2 separate regions of the Mus musculus genome follow, and region 1 is linked to region 2. A link is a contact called in public promoter capture Hi-C data. All regions are on one chromosome and are shown on one strand. Each heading gives the region's core, a stretch centred on a gene start, on an enhancer-like site or on the middle of the called end of the contact. The rest is flanking DNA. Distances are from core to core; before and after follow the strand shown. Region 1 holds the start of Cpne8 (copine VIII). Region 2 has its middle 21 kb from the start of Gm36480.

Region 1 (6,359 bases), core at 103-2,602, 350 kb after region 2:
TTAGGATTTGTAACAGTAGCAAAAATACAGCTATAAAGCAGCAACAAAAATAATTTTAAGATGGGGGGATCACCACTACATGGGAAACAGCATTAAATTGTCACAGCATTAAGAAAGCTGAGAACCTGTTTTAGCGGCGTTTAAACTTCAGGGTTTGTTTACAACAAAAATCACTCATGCTTATTAAAGTCTTTTACAACGATCTTTCCTTACAGAAAGGCTAAGAACATGTGAGGGCATTTAAAAACACGGGGGCGTAGAGGGGTAGGAGTGAAGTTTTCCAACGAGACCGGTGAAAGGAAGTATTCAGCCTGGAAGTGGGCACCTGGGTACGTGCAATGTAGTATTCTTAATATAGCCAACCATCTAATTCCCCAAAACTGGGGCAGCACAGCTATTCTACCTAACTTACTGAGGATCTGGCCCAGGGAGTATCAGGAAGGGAGTCTGAAACTGGCAGTCCTTGAGAGTTGCTGAAAGCATTCTGATGTTTGTCTACCGGCGGGCAGAAAATAAGTCGTGACTTCTCAATTCTTAGGTAAGCCTCTGCCTGGAAGACTGAACCTGGAACCGCTACAGGCCTAGGGTAAACGTCCCGGAAGGGTGGAGGGTAAGGAAGCTGGATGGTTCCAGGAAGTGAGTGGGGAGGAGGAAGCTGTGGAACTGGAGCTGAGCCCACCGCATGGCTTCCCGGACGCCTGGCAGAGGGAGTCCCTGGCCAAGGTGCGCAGCATCACGCGCGCTCTTGGTAGGACTGACCCTTCGGTTCCCGACATCACTGAACCTCTGGCCCTGATTGCGGTTGTTTAAAATAAATAAATAATTTTTTAAAAGGTTGCGAAGTGGGCGGCGGCTAGGGTTTCTGTAGCTGAGTCACAGCTTTGCCAACTTTCACAACATTTCCCAGAAAAAAAAAAAAAAAAGACTCAGCCAAAGCCCACCACTCTCGTCCCCAGTTCTGTGTCATTTGACCCTCTGGGGGGGAGGAGGGGAAGGTAACGTCAGCCAGTACCACAACTAGTCCCCACTCAGCATGCAACTTCTCACCAGCGCCAAGCCTCGTGGTACCTGGAGCGCTAGCCAAGTGCCACCAAGCTCGGATGGAAGGAAGAAAAGAGAGCCGCGTCCTCACCTGCAGGACACTGACACCTCCACTCGTGTGGCGGGGATGGCCGCACTCAGCTGGTTCAAGTCCCCGATGCCCGTGGCGCTGGTGTAGCGGCTGTCCATCTCGAGCTGAGGAACGGAGCACTTGTCCCGAGCCCACATCCAAGCTGCGGCGGGCTGAGCGCTGCTCGGAGCGGAGCTCCGCACCGACGGGAAGGGGTGAGGGTGGAGGCAGAGGAAGGAGGCGGAGGCGGCGCGGGAAGGGGAGGGAGGAGGCGGACCTCGTCGCGAATCCGGCGACCGAGCCAGTCCTGGCAAAGCCGCCTCGGTCTCCCAAGTGGCGCTCCGGGCTGCTCCCGCCCTGGGGCAGCCCCCGGGCGGTGACTGGGTCTGCAGCTCGGGGGCTCTGGGCGTAGGGCGCAGAGACAGTAGGTGACCCGGACAGACACCGCGCCGTCTAGTGGGAGAGCCCCAGGCGCCGGCGATTGCCCCCCGCCCCAGCTGATATGCTCCCCACTTCGGGCTACTGGACTGATGTGGTGGTGGGGCAAGGGATGGCCACCAGCCTTTGACTCCTGGTGCAGAGGGGCGTGCCAATATATGGGGCAAGCTTGGGTGGAGTGGACGCTGTTGGGACAATCGCAGCGTTATAAGAGAGGTTTCAATGCGTCTGCCATCCCCTGCAACTTTTAGGCGAGGGTCTCCTTAAGGCAAGATCGGCGCCTTGCAACGCACTTGCCAAACCGCAGGGATTTCTGCCCTGAGGCCCGGGAGGTCGTAATAATAACTTATAATCTAGCTCCTCCTCAATCCTGCTCCTCAAGACCTGAAAGCAGGGCAGCGTAAAGCAGATGAGCAGCTCGGGTGACCGGGGAGTTTAGCAAATAGATTCCTGGCGGCGCGACTGGGAGTGGGCAAGACGCGGGGCGCCGCCGCAGCTTGCCGGGTAACCCCCACTTTCCTGCGCACACCTGACCCGAGGCGTCACTGCGGGTCTTCTGGCGATGGCCGCCAGGGGGCGGTGGAGAGCAGGGCGCCCAGCCTCAGGAGGGAGCGTGGCTGGCTCTAGCCCTGGCTCACCTGGAGAATCCTGGGCTTGTGACTGGTCTCCCTTGTGGTATTTTAATCCACTTGGAGCCACTTCCTTAAAGAATCTGTGTGGTTGCAGGGGAAATAGAGTGTAGATGCTTGCCGCTCTTCCCTGCCCCAAATGTTTGCGTCACTTTGGTCTTGTTTGCTTTCCCTGGTCGCCCCGCCCTCCCTTCACCACCCCTTAAATCCACCAGTTCTGTTTTTCTTTCTCTTCCCCCTATCACAAATTAAACTGCAGCTGATGACTAGAATTTTCCCTCAAGCTCTCTTATTGATGCCTGAAATTGATTTGGTGGAGGAGGTCTAGAGGGTTTTTTTTTTTAAGCAAACTAGAATTTTATTTTGCAGGCACCTCCTGAAGAAATAAAAGGTAAGGACTTTAGTGCTCAACCCAGAGGCCTTCTCCGAATTTTCCACTTTATCTAGGTCCATATGTGTGTGTATCTGAATGCATTGATTTACATGCACAATAGCATGCAGGTATTTAAAGTGTGCCCTCTGATGGATTACGATCGGTATCAACCCGCTAAACCATCACCACACCAAAATAATAAACCATTCCCTCGCCCCAAAAGCTTCTTGTGTCTCTTTTGTAATCAATCCCTGCTTTCGCCATTAAAACAACACTTCATCTTTAATTTAAATACCACAGAATATGGCACACTCCATGCCTAACCCGGTTTCTTTCCGTCTGTAAAATTCTTTGCAGTTTCATCTACGATAACAGGTGCATCAATAGTGAATAATCTTCCTTTTAGAGACTTGCCACAAATTGGTCACCCACTCATCTTGATGAACAGTGTACTTGCCCCTGGGTTTGGGCTATTACATACGAGACTGCTGTGAACGCTGGCATATGGGTCTTTTGTGGGCATAAGCTTTCATCACACTGGGCAAGTAGAAATAGAATAGCCAGATGAAAGTGGAAGAGTACACGTAATTTCTTAAGAAATTACTGAATTGTTTTTACAAACTAGTTTTACTATTTTCTATCCTAAAGTAATATATGATGGCCAATTTTATCTATGAGAGTTTTTTTGTTTGTTTGTTTGCTGTTTTGGTTTAGTTTATGCCCATGTCAATGCTAAAAACCCTTGGCATATATATATATATATATATATATATGTATATATATATATGTATATATATATATTATACACACATACATACATATATAAAAATATATTTTGTTTTCTTCTTGTAATTTTAGTTTCAGAATTTACATTTGGGTCTATGGTTTCTTTTAAAGAATGTTTTAAAATTATCTTAAAGTAATCTTTGCCAAAAAATCAACATAGCAAATAAGTTCACTCTTGGACACTGCCTTGTTCTGTTGACCTGTCTGTCTCTGTTTAAACCAGAATCAGAGTGTCTTAACTACTACGGCAACAGGATATTTTTAATTGATTCCTTTCCAAAGAGTTTGGCCACTTTAAAATGTTTGTATTTTCCTCACAGAATTCAGATTCACCTTGACAATGTCTATAAAAATTCCTAAATTTTTAATTGAGCTTATGTTTATCCTAGACATGGTCCCTAATAGAGAGGAACTGGCATCTTATCAGAATTCATCTTCTGACCGCAAACACTGTACAATTTGCCATGTTTTTTAGGCCTTCCTTAATATGTGTCAGGTTTGACTTGTTGGTACCATAGGAAGAGACTGGAGGAAACACAGTGAGGCAGAGACTGAAGCTGCTCTGTACTTTCCTGGGGAACTCCAGACAACTGCAACCTCTGACAGAGGCAGGAGTTCGCACTTGACACTTTGAAGAGAATGTGGCCCTGGGAGTCAGTCAGGTTTACAACTTTCAGTTCTGTGAGACTGCAAGCTCCATTGTTTGAAGCCTGCCAGTTTGTGGCCATATTGTCTCAGCCTTAGGAAAGGTAAACACTGGGTGGAAATGTTAATTCCATGCCGATTGCTTAAGCTCAATACTAATGAGCGTAGCCTAAGGAGGCAAGCTTTGATGATAGAGCAAAGAATATGTGGAGTACAGCTTCCCATTAATAAATCCGACCCGAGCACAGAACTACAATCATTAAAAATAAATGTATCGGTGTGAACTTTAGCTTTTCCACCTGTGCTTTTCTTTAGAAAATGTACTAACAGCATGTGTTAAAACGCATTCAGGTAAACAATGTGTGTAGCCTTGTGATGTGCTAAAAGCAAAGATGAATTATTCACCAGAGCAGTCATTTGGCAAACACTGCCTGGATGTCCCCCTCGGCACTGGACACTGTTAGATCTGAAAGAGGAAATAAAATAGCAGATAAGGACCTTGTAGGGTGTCTTGGGGTTTTTACTGCTGTGAACAGACACCATGACTAAAGGCAAGTCTTAGAAGGACAACATTAAATTGGGGCTGGCTTACAGGTTCAGAAGTTGAGTCCATTATCATCAAGGTGGGAGCAGGGTAGCATCCAGTCAGGCATGGTACAGGAGAAGTTGAGAGTTCTACATCTTAATCTGAAGGCTGTTAGCAGAATACTGACTTCCCGTCAGCTAAAATGAAGGTATTAAAGCCCAGGACCACAATGACACACCTACTCCAACAGGGCCACACCTACTAACAGTGCCCAAGCATATACAAACCATCACATAGGGATTATATCAATCGAATCATTCCATTTCTGCCATGTCTTTGATTATGTGTCATTATCCATTATTTTAGGAGCATGTACTGATAAAATAGGATAAGGAGAAGCTAGTGGGGGAAAGACGCAGTAATATGAGGAGAACAGAAAGAAAGGGGGAAACCCCACAAATAGCAAGAGAGCAGCAGGAAGGGATGTGCTCCGGTGAGCTAGCTCTCGCTTGAAAGAGCATCCAGGAGCATCAGGCCAGCTTCCACTGCCTCACCTGGAGGATAATGCTCAGCTCAGACAGAATATGCAAGACAAATTGATGCCAAGGACCAGCCTTGGCTGGGAGAGCAGTTCTGAGAAAGGGGTGTCTGGGAGCAGGGACAAGTCAAATCATGGGTCCAAGCTGACAGCTTGAGTTCTGCTTGATACAGCTTTTCCAGGCTGCTTCTCTCTATGTGCTGCCTTCTCTCTGGAGATCTCTCTGTCCATGCCGTGTGTGTGTGTGTGTGTGTGTGTGTGTGTGTGTGTGTGTGTGTGTGTGAAAGAGAGAGAGAGAGTTCTCTGAGCACTTCTCCCTTTTTAATCCTAAAAAAGATCTCTGGATGGCTCATCACCTGCAGAACCCAGGTCCAGTCTTTTATTTTACACATCAATCCAGTCATTGACTCCAGGTTTCCTTTGATTATCTTATGAATCAGCATCTCCTGACCTCAGCCCTCGATTCTTAGAAGACAACAAACATACACTTTTTCTTAACATTCTAAAAGAATTCAGAGGTCGGTCTGCCTTAGTCAAACACAGATTATAAACTAGCTAAATGGGACCCCGCCGTGAAACCACCATTTTCACCACACCTGGGCCCAACCTTGCTTAGTCCCAGGCTGACCCCTCAACTCAGGAATCTATCTGCCTTTATAACCATAAACAGAAAACTTAGCTGGGTGGGTCCTCACACCCCTACCACTCCCTAAATTGCTTTATCTCCTTCCTTAGCAATTGTCTGTTTGGCTCATAAAGCAGCTTTGTTTCTTCAGATTCATGAAGCCCCTCATATAATTCATATTACCCCCTTAATTTTTGCATAGTTGAGAAATTATATATTTTCAAATACATGTATTTAGAGTTCTTTCCCACAGCCCTCAGGGCTGTCCTGAAGGTCTCAGTGTTTACCTTTTATCTGAGACATAGCCACACCCTCGACTCCAGTACCTGTGCTGTTCCTAATTGTCATGGAGTCGTTAACCCTATCAGGGTGGACATTCCTTGGAAGGAAAGAGTCCTCCACTGCTAGTACTGGGTGCAGAAAACATGTACATTATTACACAAACAAGCCTTATGCTCACAGCAGCCATCAACACATGCTCGGGGAGGCTCACACCAGGGCCCTGTCCCAGAGGCAGGAACCATGTCACTATGTCCCCACCAAGGCCATGTTGGGCTTGGCAAATTCAGCAGTCCTTCAAACTATAGTTTCATCCATTGAGAATTCGTCTGTTGCCTCAACGGCCACACAACTCTAAGACAAGTCAGAGCCTCCAGCATTGCTGTAGACTTGACTTGAAAACGTCCTT
Region 2 (5,744 bases), core at 2,666-5,165:
CCACAGCAAATTGTTTATGTGTACCTCATGCTGGAAACAGCTCAGTGACCCATTGCTGGGACAACGGAATTCTGTACTGCAAATGACTAAATGTTTCTTTGCTGAATCTCATAATGAAAATGTTAAGAAGTCCTGTATAAATAAAAATCCAATATAAGACTGCATTAATATAAAATTCAAAAGTAGGCAAACTGAAGCAGTAGGAAAATTAATGCCATGAACTATCATGTCAGAGATTAGTCATGGGGATAACTCTGAAATTATTATAAAGCAATGTCTGGCATCCAGTAATATTTTTATTTCTTAATCTGGGTGCTTATTGCTTTGTAAAGTGTCACAGAGATACAGTTGTGAAGTTTTCTGTTTGATATACTTTAATAAATGCTCATGTTGAAATTGAACATAGAAACAGAAGATAAAAGAGAGAGTGTAAATCTACAGGAAAAAATCACAGAAAAATTCTGACAGAGGAAATAGAATATGAAGTTGCAGGTTAAATGGGTGAATTTATTATTCTTAAAGACATTACTAGTGATATTTCAAACAAAAATCCCCAACACACACATACACACACACACACACACACACGTACAAATACAGACACACACACTCTCATGCACACAAATCCAGACACACACACACACTTTCAGGCACACAAATCCAGACACATACATATAGACACATAAACACACACAGAGACATACACACACACACACACACATACATACTGTCTCTCTCTCACACACACACATATGCACATGCTCACAAATACAGATAAACACAGACAGACATAAACATATATATACAGACATACACAGAGAGAGAGAGAGATACACACAGGCATACACAGACACACACACACGCACACAAATACACACAATACACACACAAACACAGACATTCATAGACATACCCATACATTTATCTCTCTTTATCACACATGCACATACACACATGCACACAAATACACACACACACACACACACACACACACACACACAACTCTGAATGGAAACGCAGGGAGTAAGTAAATACAGAACGTACTCTCAAGGTCTCACACAACTTAAGTTACCGAAGTACAGGAGAGAGAGAAACGGGGCAGACATTTTATTGAAATAAACAATGGCAGATAATTTTCAATTCATTAATCTTGGAGAATCAGTATCTTCTACTGTAGTAAAGAGAAGGCAAATCATAACACACTTTATTGTCAATTGTTTGAAAAATCAAAGGAAAAGAGAAAATCATAAAAGCAGACAGAAAAAAGGTGTTGCCTCTAAAGAGGTCCAGTGTCACTGACATTTGATGTCTTCATAGTGACAGAGGCCTCATGGAAAATGGAAACTTCCAACCTGGTAAAAGGAAATGAATGACTATTCTTAAATAAAGATAGAACAAGGTATTTTTATATAAACCCAAAAGTCTCCAAGGAGCCAACAGCTTCAAGGACTTAGTATAATTAGTCATTGGTATTAAATGGGATGCCTCGCCACAGCCACTGCAGAGACTTGAACAAAACCTGCAGAAAAATCCTTCATGAATATGGAGAAAATAGAATTCAAACACACCATTGATGGGAACACACATTTCCCAAAACCCTAAGGAAAGGCTTAATTCCTATTAATGCTCTAATTTGGTTTTTTATGAAAGATCATTTTACTTCTAGGTACACATCCACCATGGAAGATCCCAGGGCTGACCCATGTAACACAGATTATATCCAGCTTCCACAGTGAGTGGGAAAGACAATAAAGTCATATTTACATAAAGGGGTTATTTACAATAGCATTCATTATTAAGTAACTATGGTGACACAGAAGACAGGGATGGGATGGCTCTCACAAGAGTGATAATGAGCAAAAATTCAGAAGCGAGAACATACTTCATGGTCCCTATCACGCCAGATGGGAAACCAGTGTGGGTGCCAATTATTGTTGGAGGTTACACACCAGCGGGGCCTTCGTAGTGTGGATCATAAAGTTCTTGGTGTGGGTGCAAGGTATACACGCTTATTTCTGGAAGCAGAATTTAAGACAAAATTTTATGATGCACCGGTAATACTTTAGCAAAGTTAAGAAACTGAAATTTGTGTTGTTTTTTTTTTTAAATAAGTGAGAGTTATATATTAAAGAAACTGTGATAAACACAAACATGCAAAAATATCAAACATCAGACGCTGGATTAAAAGGAGCAACTGGAATTTCTGACTTTCTTAGTGCCAGGTATTCTCAACACAGCACTTTCAAGATGGCGGCAGCTTGCTGTTTTCTTGGATGAGCAGCTAAGTCAACCTCACTGGACGATCATATGCTACATCTTTCCTGTGTAACGTAGCTTGACTGTGAGACTGAAGGATCTGTGTACAACCGTGGTCAGAAGAAAGAATAATTTTTTAAAGATTTATTTATGTATATGAGTACACTGTAGCTGTGTCTTCAGTCACACCAGAAGAGGACATCGGATCCCATGACAGATGGTTGTGAGCTACCATGTGGTTACTGGGGACTGAACTCAGAACCTCTGAAAGAGCAGTCAGTGCTCTTAAGTGCTGAGTCCAAGAACAATATTATTTAAACAATTTTATTTGCCTATGTGCAAAATGTGCAGAAAGCACAATGTCTTAGACTCTGGAGTAAGCAAAGAAGAATGAAGGGCATTTAATACAAAATAGTCATGTGAAATTATCAGTAGTTTCCTATTTTTAACTCGAGAGAAGAAATATCACATGGTTTAGTGTAACAATGGAACCACTCTGTCTATTGCTCCCAAATACACTTTATAAGGTCTTAACCCAGTCATTTGAGGCCTTCTAATTAATTCAGGTTATGTAAGAAGATCCAAAACTGGATTCATACTATCAAATCTTTTCATCTTGAAAGACTCTTGGTGTTGACCAGAGAAACAAAATTATCCAAATATGAGCAAAATACTTTTCCCAATTAATGTAAGATTTAAGATTTAACTATTTGTTGACTGACTAATTTGGTCATTTTTTTTTAATGGAGGGGTACCTCAGAAACAGGGCACTCCTGTTCAGTTTCTCTAAAATGTATTTATAGATTACATTTCTATTCCCAGAAACCTTTGCTCCTAGCATGGACAATCAAACTTGAGAGAGGTGTGGTAGCCCACACCTGTAACGATAGCATTTGTGAAGCAGAAGCAGGGCTGCTATGAGTTTAAGGAGATCTGTAGTTATGTGGTAAGCCCTGGGTCCTTCCTTGCCCCATCACTTCTAAAGTGTAAAGAAAAATGGTCTGAGACAGAGTATACTTCAGTATCAGTTCTCAGACTTACTTGGGCAGAGCATAACCAGTGCCAAGTGTAAGAATTTCAATAGCTTGGTGATTTATGCTCTGCTGCACCCATAGTCTTGTTGGAAGCACTGGAATATGTCACTGCATTTACACCTGAGGGGTTTCCATGTCCTACTGCCGTAAGAATGAATGAATGTGTGTTTACTTTGAAATAATGTCAAATCATGGATTTCATCTTGAAGAGATAGAAAATGTCTGAGCCATCGGGAAATCCTTTCAGAATCAGGAAGGCAGAACCTATCTTGTGGTCAACGTGGCTCTTCCAGATTACCCAGTTCATTTGAGAATATATCAGTCATGTTATCAGCTTTTTTTTAGGCATAGTTTATACTTCAAAAGGCCTTGTTAGGAATAGAACAGGGAAATCTTACATAGGATTCTGGGCAGTCCAGTGAAGCTTAGGAAAATATGGTTACAGCACCAACAAGCAAACTAAACCTCTCCTTTGTTTTGAATTTGCTGTAAAACACCAGTTGATTATGAGCATATAGCAAAAATAAGCAATGAAAGCTAGTGCAAAGCCACTGGACAAGCCGGTGCTATGCAGATAATTGATGGACGCTAATGAGGAGCAGGTGCCCTGCACAGCTGTGCTCTCAGCTGGAGACCCACAGCAGGGGTTTCTCAAAGCCTTCCAAATGAATTTCCTGATTAAGTGGACAGAACAACAGCAGCAGCAGCCGCAGCAGCAGCAACAAACATTGGAGATGAAAAATCCCTTAGGGAAGATGTCCGGACTCCACTTGAATAGCTAGTGTCCAGTGGCAAACTTTTAATCAAGTTTAAATAGACACAGTTGCCTTGGGTTGGTCTGGATGCACACTAAGGAAGTTGGTGATGGTGGCTGGTCAAGGATTTATTATTTTGTAAGTCCCAGAAGGATATTCAAAGTGAACAGCTATCTCCATGCTCTTCCTAGGCATAACACCAAGTAGCTAAAACCTTAGACAATAAACATATTTTAGCTGCCAAATAATCTTTTGATTTTTTTATGGAGGACTTCCGTTGAACCCTCTCAGGGCAAGGCAAAGTTTAGTACATCAGTTGAAAAAGAAAACATATGGTTACCATCCTTCTGACTGTTGGTTGTTTATAGACTTAGAGAAACCAGAGGCAGTAGAAACAGCTGAGCTCTGTTTGCTTTTAATTCTGAGTCCTGACTAGAATCTATTGAAGTGGCAAAGCACCCAGCTGAGAAAGTCCTCTGAAGAACTGTAGCCAGCTTCTGCCTACACACCAGTGGATACAAATGTTTTCTTTTCTATATTGTTATACACACACACACACACACACACACACACACACACACGCACACGCACACGCACGCACGCACACACACATGCTTGTTCTTTTCCTAGAGTATTGCCTAAGTTAATTTATAAAACTCAGAAAATATTCTATTACAGATATCCTGAATCTATTGTTACATGTGGCGGTGGCAACAACACATAAATCCAAGGAGATGTGTAAATACATTAATATAAATGCAGTTATTTATAAACTACATACATATTTATAAATATGTAACTATTTATTTATAGAATTATCAGTATAAGAAGTGTAAGTAGAGCTGACAAGGTTAATTCTGAGTGGATGCACTGTCCTGGTGACAGTATCGCTTAGGAACTCAGGTCATACATGTAGGTATGTGTTAAGTGTTGTATGTTTTCAGGTCAGCATGACGCTTGAGGCCCCTAGGAAGCTGAAACACTACAGAGCTAAATCTTATAAATGTCATAATTTACTTAAAGTACCATTTTCTCCAAAGCTTATGCTATTGTGCTTCAGTTTTTTTCCCCTTTGGCAGTTATAATTGCCAATTATCTCTCTCCCGGAAAAGTATCAATATTAGTTAAACCAGTAGGCAGTCCTGTCAAACCCATCCTGTGTTCTTCTGAAATCTGGCTTCCGGGCATATTCCAAAGCTTAAGACTCCTCTCTGTCATCTTGAAAAATCACTTGAAACCAAAATGATTAATCTCTAGCTTCAGTCAGTACTTTAGTATTTCTCTATATGCTCTCCAAAAGATAAATGCAGAGTGGTATTAATCATAACAAGATTGTTTTTTTTTTGGAGAGTCCAAATCAAATTTCATTCAAAGTTCATCCATTTCAGTTTACATAGCACAAAATTTCATGGCAATGTATACTAAGTGATCTTGTGTTCAAGGATTAACAGAGAGCCTACAGAACAAGGATCTTAAAATGTTTGTATGAGTTATTTGAAAACTTCATACAGTGTATTTTGTACACATTCACCGTCCTCCCCATAATCTTCTCCTTACCCCCCCTCCTTGCTCTCCCTATCCCTAGAGGAAACATCAGTAGCAAAGGGGAGAGAAAAACAGTATTATATAGAACCTAGGGGCATATCCAATAAAATAATTTTTAAACTATTGATTAAAAATGCTATAAGTACCTCCCTTT

What was found. Promoter capture Hi-C pulls out the DNA fragments that hold promoters and counts their contacts.
Region 1: a contact with region 2 is called in a promoter capture Hi-C map of second pharyngeal arch cranial neural crest. The contact joins the promoter of Cpne8 here to the enhancer-like site in region 2. A contact is called at or near these places in 7 of 39 promoter capture datasets (the SN4741 cell line, cranial neural crest, embryonic stem cells and 3 more), 1 of 484 Hi-C or Micro-C datasets (embryonic fibroblasts), 2 of 115 datasets of contacts at active chromatin or transcription factors (embryonic stem cells and forebrain) and 1 of 9 other capture datasets (liver).

Annotation. Positions count from the first base shown.
Region 1 is chr15:90,678,036-90,684,394 of GRCm38.p6, forward strand. Cpne8 (copine VIII) reads right to left here and starts at 1,353. Exons shown (of 20, transcript NM_025815.2): 1 at 1,133-1,353. The coding sequence starts at 1,269.
Region 2 is chr15:90,329,561-90,335,304 of GRCm38.p6, forward strand. No RefSeq gene overlaps it. Among named protein-coding and RNA genes, the nearest start is that of Gm36480, 21 kb to the right of the region's middle. Within about 2 kb of position 3,916, at least 34 of the 459 cell types and tissues checked have an H3K27ac peak or open chromatin away from gene starts, as enhancers often do. A contact at or near this core is called in second pharyngeal arch cranial neural crest, where this site is marked.